Regions from separate parts of the Mus musculus genome. Here regions 1 and 2 are each linked to region 3. A link is a contact called in public ChIA-PET and promoter capture Hi-C data. All regions are on one chromosome and are shown on one strand. Each heading gives the region's core, a stretch centred on a gene start, on an enhancer-like site or on the middle of the called end of the contact. The rest is flanking DNA. Distances are from core to core; before and after follow the strand shown.

Region 1 (3,374 bases), core at 623-3,122, 180 kb after region 3:
GATGGGCCCACTGGCTTCCTTCATCATAGCGTCGAGTTCCTCATTCTTCACATTGAGACGGCCTGAATGGGGTGAGCGTTAGGGGTTGGAGTTGGGTGTTGGGGACCAGAGGTGTGCTTCTCATAAGCTTATATTAGCTCATTCATTTTTTTCATCTGGGCAGATTAAGGCCTGAAGCCACTGGATTCCCCTCCAACTCCATAGCTTTCAACATTTATAGATAGGAGTAGGGGCCTCACCCATGGCTGCAAAGGTGTCCCGAAGATCCTCTTTGTCGATAATGCCATCCCTGTTCTGATCAATTACAGTGAACGCCTGTGGAGGGGTAGGGGTGAGGACAGATGAAACCAGGAATTGGCCCAAGGCAGATCAGATTCTGGCCCTGAGCCAGCTGTCCCCCTCCACCCTTTGAAGGGAGGGGAAGGATTCTCCTCCTCCCTCAACAGGTGCACTTTCTGGGAAGGAGGGGTAGGGAGGAGGGTGGGGAGGAGGGTTGGGGAGGCTTTCCTTAGCCTCCCACTCTCACCTCCTTGAACTCCTGGATCTGAGTCTGGTCAAACATGGAGAAGACGTTGGAGCTCCCTTCCGCTCCTGCCCTTCTCTTGGCCTTCTTGGGTGCCTGTGAGGGTAAAGGTTGAACAGGGGAGTTACAGGCCAGTTCCTGTACCTCTCTCCTGGGAGCAGCAAACCAGACTTTTGTTTCTGTTAAGGACAGGGTCTCATGGAGCCCTCAGACTTGCTACTTAACAGAGGATGACCTTGGCCTGCTCACCGTGCCTCCGTCTCTAACCTTGACCGTGCGAGTTCCAGGGTTAGCGTCACGAGCAGCACATCCTATTTTATTTGGTTGCTTGTGCATGCTAGGCAGGCTACATCCTCAACCCCAACCCTGTCCCTCCCCACCCCCACCCTGAGACGTGGTCTCATGATTTAGCCCTGGGGCCTATTCTATAGACCCAGTCTTCCTTTCCTTGAACCCAGGAGATCTGCCTGCTTCTTCCTGCTGAGAATAAAGATATTCATCACCACACCCAGATTCTCCTCCTCTTTTCTTTTTGTTTTTCTTTTTTAGACTGGTCTCACTGCATAACTCAGGCTGGCCTTGAACTCCTGGACTCCTGGATTCCTACCTCTTCAGGCTTTAAAGCAGTTGAAATTACAGGCATACCCATTATGCCTGATCAGATTCAGATTCGGAGTTCTTTGAGTCCATTTTTATAGAATAACTCTTCTTTTTCTTGGCACCTCTTGGCTAAGGGGCCTCATTTTGGCTGTGTGTCTTAATTCCCAACTATAGCTCCCAGATCACTTCATCCTGACTGACAAGTGCCCTTCTCAGAATCCTCTGCCTGCCAACTTGGCGTCCATACTTGCTAGCTTAATCTACTCACTGGCCCTATCTGAACCTCTAGTTCCCACTTACAAAATGCAAGCAGGATCATCTCATTCGTCTGAGGACTTTAGGAAATGATAGAAAGGGGTGGAACAGACTTTGAACAGGTCTACCCCTACCCCTAGACATCATGGTTAGATATCTGAGCATATTATCCTTGACTGAACCTTTCAGCCCATCACTCTCCTCTGGCCCCATTCTGGTGCTAAGAGAGAGGGTTCATATTTTGCCTGTAGTTGGAATGAGAAGCAGCACCCTTTTTTTTTTTTTGAAGGGTAGGGCTATCCTGAGCTAATGCTAGGTTGGGAGGAATCTTCACTCACCATGTCTTAGATCTCCTGGGGGCAAGGCAGTAGCTCCAGATGGAAAAAGGAAGAGAATCTGCTTGGAGCAGTTCTTCTGGGGTTATATAGTCCTGCCCCGGCAGCCCTTAACATACCGTGGTAACCTTAGCCCTGTGGATACCCACCCCAGATACTAAAATAGCCCAGCTCAGGGGCCTCTCCTTTCTTGGAGGCCTGCAGCAGCTGGAGCCCAGGAAGGGAGGGGGAGGAGGCCTTGGGATGCAAGTCTCGTTAGGACCTAGGTAGGAAGGGATGTTCTTTCTCCCAAAGGGGGACTGCAGTGTGCCAGGATTCAGAGGGGCTCAGGGAAGCCCACAGTTCTGGAAGAGATGAACTAGACTTTTGAGCCCCTGAGTGGGGTGGGCACAGATCTAAACTCAGTAAGCATTTTGTGCCAATAGACAGTATGCTTGGTTTTGTGGGTTCACTTTAGCAAGCAAGCAGGCAAGTAAGCAAATGACAACAGCAAAACTCAGCAGGAAGCTAAGGAAGTGAGTGAGGTGAGGACCAGTGAGCAGACCGCAGGGCACATGGGCAAAGGCCAGCACAGTGAAAGTCAGCTGTTAGGATTGCCAGAATCAGGATGGGGCTTGATGTTAAGGTTGGTGACCAAATGCTGTGGGGTTTGCAACAACAAGCAGAGACATCATCGGTGCACTTGAAAAGAAAGGATTGAAGCAAGAGAGGTTTAGGCTTTTTTTTTTTTTTTTTTTTGGTTTTTTTGAGACAGGGTTTCTCTATATAGTCCTGGCTGTCCTGGAACTCACTCTGTACACCAGGCTGGCCTTGAACTCAGAAATCCACCTGCCTCTGCCTCCCAAGTGCTGGGATTAAAGGCGTGCGCCACCACGCCCTGCAAGGTTTAGGCTTCTTGCTGGACCTCAGAGAAAACACAGAGGCCCCAGCCATCCTCTCCCAGGTAGCATAACCAGTATCTTTTCCTTTCTGGGAAAATGCTAGCTTGGCTGATGTTGTGACTTTCATAATGTTCTGGGCCTCAGTGGCCCATACTGATCCATGCAGTGGGAATCTAGGGAAACCGCAGTATAGGAACCCCAGGCTGGCAATGGTACGCATCTCCTCCTGCTCCCTTTAGGACCTGATGTCCTGAGGAATGTGTTCCCTCCCTTGCCCTCCTCCAGTCCATGCCAATGCCACTAAGACATTTTCTTTTCTGGGCACTGGGGCCCAGCCACCTGTTGTCTCTAAGAAGAGAGAAGGAGCCACCCTAAACTTAGCAGCTGCCCTTGGCCTTCGCACAGCCCCTCCCGGCTTTAGTTGGCAGCTGTTTTGCCTTATATGGGTACCACATATGGGTACCACGGAGGGGGCTACGTCATGCAGGAGCCCACTCATTAGTGCATTCTGGGAGGTGAGAAAGACTCCAAAAAGGGAATGGGATTTGTGGACTTCTCAGTAAACTTGAATCAAAGGGGAAGATGGAGAAGTTATGAAAAGAAGATCTGACAGGTCCTCACCGGGTCCGGGTCAGAGCTGGAAGCGGGAAAGTAAGCTGACAAGACTAAGGAGCTTCAAAAGACAGAAAGGGATAGGGACATTGAGAGCTAGGTCTCACTAGGATTTTGAGAGTGGCCTTATGGATTTGGTAGTCCACTCATCCTGGGGCTCAAGAGAAT
Region 2 (3,468 bases), core at 363-2,862, 240 kb before region 3:
GGCTTCAAACTTGTGGCCACCCTCCTTCTGCTGCCACCAACCAGTTTTATCACACACAGTCCACATGTTCATTGTGGAGAATCTAGAAATGGATATCTCAAAGTCTTTGACCAGGTTAGAGACTGGTCAGTGTTACCAGATTTTCCTCCAAGGAAGCAACGCTGAAATACTCTTATATAATGTTTGAGAGCCTCCCTCCCTCCCTCCCTCTCTCCCCCCCGCCTCTTTCTTTCTTTTAAATGTATATGAGTCCTCTATCTTCAATGTACACTTGCATGCCCAAAGAAGGCATTAGATCGCATTACAGATGGTTGTGAGCCACCATGTGGTTGCTGGGAATTGAACCTGGGACCTTTGGAAAAGCACCTAGTGCTTTTTTTGTTTTGTTTTGTTTTTGTTTTTTTGAGGTTTTTTTGTATAGCCCTGGATGTCCTGGAACTCACGGCCGGCCTCGAAATCAAAAAAAGGCCTGCCTCTGCCTCACGAGTGCTGGGATTAAAGGTGTGGGCCACCACGCCCGGCTGTACCTAGTGCTCTTAATTGCTGAGCCATCTCTCTAGTCTCTGAAAGTGTCTGTTCTTATATGCTAATATAATAATACTATTTATGTTTGGATATTTCATGGTTATTTTAAAATTTATTTATTATTGTGTGAGTGTTTTGCCTATATGTACAGATGTGTACTGTGTACTTGACCCACAAATGTCAGAAGATCATATTAGATCCTTGGAACTGGAGATATGAATGGTAGTAAGCTGCTGTGTAGGTGCTGGGAACTGAACCCAGTCCTCCACAAGTGCAAGAAGTGCTCCTAACCCCTGAGCCATGTTTCCAGGCCCTCCTGGTTATTCTTAAGTTGCATGATGAAAGTTGTTTTATAATAAACATGGTAAGCAGAAATAGAAACCATGGGAGAAGCTGAAATCTGAAGAAAGCATTGCACTTCTTGAAGGTAGTTGATGTCTCCTGAGCTGATTTGAATGAGAAATGTGCCAGTGAGTATTCTAAATCACCTAACCCATCCAGGAAAGATATAATTCAACTGGAATTCCAAAATAGACCAACAAACAAATGACTTGTGATTGGCATGGGATGGCATGGTGTGAGCCCAGCAGGACAGAGTTAAGTCACAGCTCATCAGAGCAGGTATCGTTAGCTAAGGTGCTTGCTACATCTCTGAACTTCAATTCTTTGTATTGTTTTGGTTTTGATGTTTTGTTTGAGACAGGGTCTCTCCATGTAACCCTTGCTGTCCTGGAACTCACTCTATAGACCAGGCTAGCCTAGAACTCGCAGAGATCCCTTAGCCTCTGCCTCCTGAGTGCTGGGATTAATGGTTGTGTGCCACCATGCCTGGCTAGGTTTGGGGACTGTTTTGTTTTGTTCTGTTTTGATAAGAGTTTCTCTGTGTAGCCTTGGCTGTCCTGGAATTCACTGTGTAGTGGGATAAGCTGGTCTCCAGCTCGCAGATTTCAGCCTGCCTTTTGCCTCTGCCTCTGCCTCTAGAATGTGAGATGAAAGGTGTGTGCCACCACACTGGGTAGAACTTCAATTTCCATAAGCTAGGGGCAGCCTGTCAGGGGCTAGGGCTGTAGCTAATTAGCATTTTCCTAACATTCTGAGTTACAGCACCGCAGCATAAGTGTGTGGGGTGGGGTGGCAGTGAGGTAGGCTTGAATTCAGAGGTTGTGGCAGGAAGATGAGAACTTCAAAGGAAATTGGGCTTCATAGAGAGTTGAAGACCAGCCTGTTCAGTATAGCAAGACCCTACAAAAAATAAAAACAGAAGAGGAAGGGAAGGGGTAAGGCAGGGCTGGCTCGCACCAAGCCTGGTGCAGGATCTTCAAGATCCCCATTAAAAATACCAAAATGATCTTCTTACCAATTGGATGGTTCTAGGGCCAACTTGTTTTATTCTTTGTGAGTGGTCCTTGAAAGAGGGCAAGGCAGGTAGACTTATTATTTATCTAGTAACTCCAAAGGCCAGATAATCACTTACTGTATCTGCTTTGTTATTGTTGTTTCAGGTTTTTTGTTGTTTGTTTAGACATCACTACTACCTAGATGTGAGTTTCTGTTGGGATTAAGGTCACTGTTCTTTTTGTTTTGTTTTGTTTTGTTTTGTTTTTTGTTTTATTTTTGAGACAGGGTTTCTCTGTGTAGCCCTGGCTGTCCTGGAACTCACTTTGTAGACCAGGCTGGCCTCGAACTCAGAAATCTGCCTGCCTCTGCCTCCCAAGTGCTGGGATTAAAGGCATGTGCCACCACGCCCGGCTCTAAGGTCACTGTTCTTTTGCTATGAAGAAACACCATGACCAAGGCAACTCTTACAAAAAAAAAAAAAATAAAAAAATAAAAAAGAAAGAAAGAAAGAAAGAAAGAAAGAAAAGAAAAAGAAAAAGAAAAAGAAAAAGAAAAAGAAAAAGAAAAAGAAAAAGAAAAAGAAAAAGAAAAAGAAAAAGAAAAAGAAAAAAGAAAAAGAAAAAAAAATCAGGGGCTGGCTTACAGTTTCAGAGAATCAGTCCATTATCATCATCATGGCAGAGAGCATGACACCAAGCATGGTGCTGGAAGAGTCACAAAGAGCTACATCCTGATCCTCTAGAGGGGTGGGGGTGGGGGAGACTGGACTTAGCTTGGGCTTTTGAAACCTTAAAGCTCACTCCCAGTGACATGCCTCCTCTAACAAGGTCACACTATTGTTTTCAAACAGTGCCTCTGTTTAGTCACTGAGCATTCAAACACATGAGCGAACGGGGCTGTGCCAGAGTTGAGTATTTGTCCTGGTGGCTTTAAAGGCCTCACATCCACACTCCTAACAACTGTGGTCCTGGTTCGTACTGTGCGTCCCTGGGCTTCCTGTGTCTATCTGACTCTATTGAACTTGTTCTAGAGCAAAGATTGGAGACATGGCTTTCTGCACACACAATACAAAGCTGGGCATGGTAGCACACACCCGTATACCAGCACTCATGAGTCTCAGGCGGAAGAGTTGTGAAGTATGTGTGTGTGTGTGTGTGTGTGTGTGTGTGTGTGTGTGTGTGTGTGACTGATATGAAGACTCTGGTGGTTTGATTAAGAATGGTTCCCATAGGGGCTGGTGAGATGGCTCAGTGGGTAAGAGCACCCGACTGCTCTTCCGAAGGTCCAGAGTTCAAATCCCAGCAACCACATGGTGGCTCACAACCATCCGTAATGAGATCTGATGCCCTCTTCTGGTGTCTGAAGACAGCTACAGTGTACTTACATATAATCAATAAATAAATTATTAAAAAAAAAAAAGAATGGTTCCCATAGACTCATAGATTTGAATGCTGGGTCAGCAGGGAACGACATTAGGAGTGGCTTTGTTGGAGGAAGTGTGTCACCGGAGGTGGGCTTTGAGGTCTCACGTGCTCAGCAGGCCTAGTGTGTCTCCTCTGCCTTTAGATCAGGAACTAGAACTCTCAGCTCCCCCTCCTGTCTGCC
Region 3 (3,375 bases), core at 781-3,280:
GTTTGTTTTTTGAGTTCTTTGTGTATTCTGGTTATGAACACTCGTCAGACAGACACACAGCCGCTGAGGATGCTGGTGTCAGGCCCATCAGATAACATCTGATCATCCGACTGAAACTTTAAAAGGCAGAGGGGCTTGGAACAATGGGTTTCACATTCTGAAGACAGCAGCTGACAGCCCAGAGCAGCACTCCCACCAAAGCTCTGCCATAGCTGTGCACCGCATGCATCCTGGGCACTCACTGTCAGCAGCCTCCCAGAGCCGAAGCTCCCTGTGTCACTCGGACCTTGGCACAATCTGCTGGGAGATCTGAAATCACTCTGGGCCATGGGAAGTCATACCTGCTCCATCTTTAAGTTTAGTACAGTGAGCAGAAACCTGATCTTGACCCAATGTATTTGCACCAAGACATAGAAGAAAGGCAGGGAAAATTATGGGTGCATGACAAAGGAAGATAGCCCCTTGTCCTGAAGTCTGGCTGAAGCGCCTCCCCAGTGAGAAAGAAAGAAATTTAGCAAATTAACATTTGCTGTGAATGATGCTGAGTACAGATAAGATTCCTTTCTTTTTTTTCTTTCTTTTTTCCTTTTTTTTTTTTTTTTTTGTTTGTTTTTTCGAGACAGGCTTTCTAGGTAGCCCTAGCTGTCCTGGAACTCATTCTGTAGACCAGGCTGGCCTCAAACTCTGAAATCCGCCTGCCTCTGCCTCCCAAGTGCTGGGATTAAAGGCGTGTGCCACCACTGCCCAGCCAAGATTCCTTTCATAGGTAGGTATTTTATATTAAAATAGCAATGAACCAGACTGAAAACCTGGATGTATATGACCGTGAGTAGGGCCTCATTCCTCTCTTGGATATTTCATGGGAATCTCACAATCTTCCCAGAAACTTTAATTCCTTCCTGGAAGTGAAGGGGAAAAAAAATCCAGATGGGCAGATGTAGAGTTTTAGAAGATTAGGTCGTGAATGTTCCGAGTGTCCTGGCTGATCAAAGACCAGCTCTATGATCTCAGACATGTGTCAAGGACAGTATTTCTCAACTACTTTGAGATGTGTAGACCAAGCTGGTGGAAACAACCTCTGAGACTGCTATACTTTCTAGCTTATTAATATTCTTCCTGCCACAGGCTTTCTGGGGCTCCACAATACACTGACCAGAAGAAAAACACCAAACACCTGTTAATTCCTGAGTCCAGCCATTGCTGGACCTCCATCTTGCTGACAGGGTTCAGGATCCCAGGCTGGAACTAACAACTATCCTGTGACTTTAGGTGTTTCATGTTTGTTATCCAGTAAAGGCTGTAAAGAGGGATGTTGCTGTTATTTGCTGTCTAAACTAAGGCACACAAGTCATAAATGTGCAGATTGCCCACTCCATTGTTCCCTTATCATTCTAAATTCCAGACCAGTCCAGGATGCGACCTGGCTGCAAAAGCTAAATCAAGGAACCTGAAACAAAGTGACGCTGATGAGGTCCAGTCACCAAAGTTAACTTCCTTGCTTAACCCATTGTGTGAAAGACTGACTAACGCAACAGTGCACCCAAGTCCCCCTTGCTTTGTGTTTTCATCCTATGAAAACGTTATATAAGCTCTGTTCCGGGATGCTGTTCAGCTCCCAAATTGGCCACTACATACGCGTGCACAGAAATAAAGCTTTCATTTTTAAACTTCTATCTCTGAAATGAGTTTTCTCAGATTCTACCCCAACCCAAAATTCACAGACTGCTTCCACCTAGCTTAACTTGAGAGTGGTGTGAACACACAGAATCTGTACCATTCCTCAACTGCACGATACTCGCGGTCCTGGAGTCCCCGCCCACATAGGCACGTCCACTTCAGTCTTGGTCTTAGATTGGCACTTGTAGACACTTTGGCCATTTTGGATGAGGGCTAGAAAACAATGACCCAGGAAATCCGGTGACGTAACCTTGGGCGGGACCCCAGGGATCAAGGTTCTTGTTACTCCCCGCCCCGCCCCGCCCCGCCCCGCCCCCACACGTTTATGCACAAATACTGCTACCATTTCTATGAGTTCATCACCACGTCTTGCATCTGTACCTGCTTCTAGGAATCTTCAATTTTCACCTACATTAGGGTGCTCACGGACCTGATATATGTCCTTTCTCAGCCCTGGTACCCCACCGCGGCAACCTAGGATCTGGCAGGCGATCCAGGGGACGCCAGGCAGATCACGGAACAGTGCGGGGAGTCCCCATGGCGCCGCGGATGGCCCCGGAAAGGGCCTCCGCTTGGCCTGCATTCCTTAAGCCTGGGACTGTGAGCTTCGCGGACGTGGCCGTGTACTTCTCCCCGGAGGAGTGGAGGTGTCTGCGGCCGGCGCAGAGAACCCTGTACCGAGAGGTGATGCGCGAGACCTATGGTCTCCTGGCCTCTCTGGGTGAGAACCTTCCTGGCCGCCTGGGTTCGCGTAGCCCTTGACACTGTGGGTCATGCGGTGGATCGGAGTTCCCTGGGTACGGGTGGTCGTAACAAGTGGGTCGACCTGACTCGTGGGGTTTGCTATCTTTCCCTCCAGAAGTCGGGGGCGACAAACCAGCGCTCATCTGCTGGGTGGAGGAAGAGTCCGAAGTGTGGGGACCCGGTGCCCAGGAGCCAGAGGTGGCCATGTGCAGGACAGAAGTCCACTCAGGTGAAGGACTGGGTACTTGCCTGGGGAAACTTCTGTGTTGCCAGCCTGTGTGGTGTCTTCTAGTGACTGCACTTACTGCCTGGCAGTTTCTTCCCTGTTTTTCTGTTTCTTGGCCAAAGCCATGATGGCTGGCCCCTGGATTCATCTGAAAAGGGTTCTGTCCAGTGCTCTCACCTCATATCTACAGGGTCACTAGGCTGTATAGGTTGTAGCCCCTCGTTCCCACTCCTCTGCTGCCATCTCTGTGACTGCGTTCTGGAGTCTCCTTCAGTTCTTGCTGTCCACCTCTGACAAGTGCTTAGCTCACTGCACTTGGGAATGGGGACCACACAGACACCTTTCTTTATGCTGCATCTGGACATCTGTGCACCACGCATGCTCAGATGCTGTGGCCTCTCCCCTCCTGTGCCCTGTTTCCATGTGGGGCTGTGGGAATCGAGGGGCAGTAGAGTCAGAGTCTGAGCTTTGTCATGGTCTCCCAGCAGATTGCAGGCACGAGAAGGAAGGGAAGAGACCAAGGGAAGAGACCAAGGCAACCAAGAAGATACTTTCTCCAGAAGCTGGGCCTATGGAGCCACGCCCCTCCTTTGCTTCCCCTTCTTGCAACTTGGAGCTGCTTTTCAAGAACTCTCAGCAGGGGCACCCCACTGTTGCGGTGCACAACCCTATCCTAAAAGCAGACCAGCGTCATGGGTGCCATGTGTGTGGGAAGAGTTTTGCCCACC

What was found. Promoter capture Hi-C pulls out the DNA fragments that hold promoters and counts their contacts. ChIA-PET counts read pairs in DNA pulled down with a chosen protein or histone mark.
Region 1: a promoter capture Hi-C map of fetal liver shows a contact between it and region 3, with 2.6 times the contacts expected there. The contact joins the promoter of Mylpf here to the promoter of E430018J23Rik in region 3. A contact is called at or near these places in 1 of 39 promoter capture datasets (fetal liver), 3 of 115 datasets of contacts at active chromatin or transcription factors (embryonic stem cells and pancreatic cancer cells) and 3 of 9 other capture datasets (adipose tissue, liver and pancreatic islet).
Region 2: an RNA polymerase II ChIA-PET map of memory CD8 T cells shows a contact between it and region 3, with 8 read pairs. The contact joins the enhancer-like site here to the promoter of E430018J23Rik in region 3. A contact is called at or near these places in 1 of 39 promoter capture datasets (cranial neural crest), 1 of 484 Hi-C or Micro-C datasets (cortical neurons) and 2 of 115 datasets of contacts at active chromatin or transcription factors (memory CD8 T cells and microglia).

The regions. Positions count from the first base shown.
Region 1 is chr7:127,210,106-127,213,479 of GRCm38.p6, reverse strand. Mylpf (myosin light chain, phosphorylatable, fast skeletal muscle) reads right to left here and starts at 1,872. Exons shown (of 7, transcript NM_016754.5): 1 at 1,717-1,872; 2 at 527-619; 3 at 240-315; 4 at 1-62. The coding sequence starts at 1,719. It also overlaps a transcript of Septin1 not described here.
Region 2 is chr7:127,630,810-127,634,277 of GRCm38.p6, reverse strand. No RefSeq gene overlaps it. Among named protein-coding and RNA genes, the nearest start is that of Gm51458, 4.6 kb to the left of the region's middle. Within about 2 kb of position 1,612, at least 9 of the 459 cell types and tissues checked have an H3K27ac peak or open chromatin away from gene starts, as enhancers often do. A contact at or near this core is called in memory CD8 T cells, where this site is marked.
Region 3 is chr7:127,392,276-127,395,650 of GRCm38.p6, reverse strand. E430018J23Rik (RIKEN cDNA E430018J23 gene) reads left to right here and starts at 2,030. Exons shown (of 3, transcript NM_198011.2): 1 at 2,030-2,398; 2 at 2,537-2,650; 3 at 3,136-3,375. The coding sequence starts at 2,215. It also overlaps a transcript of Zfp764 not described here.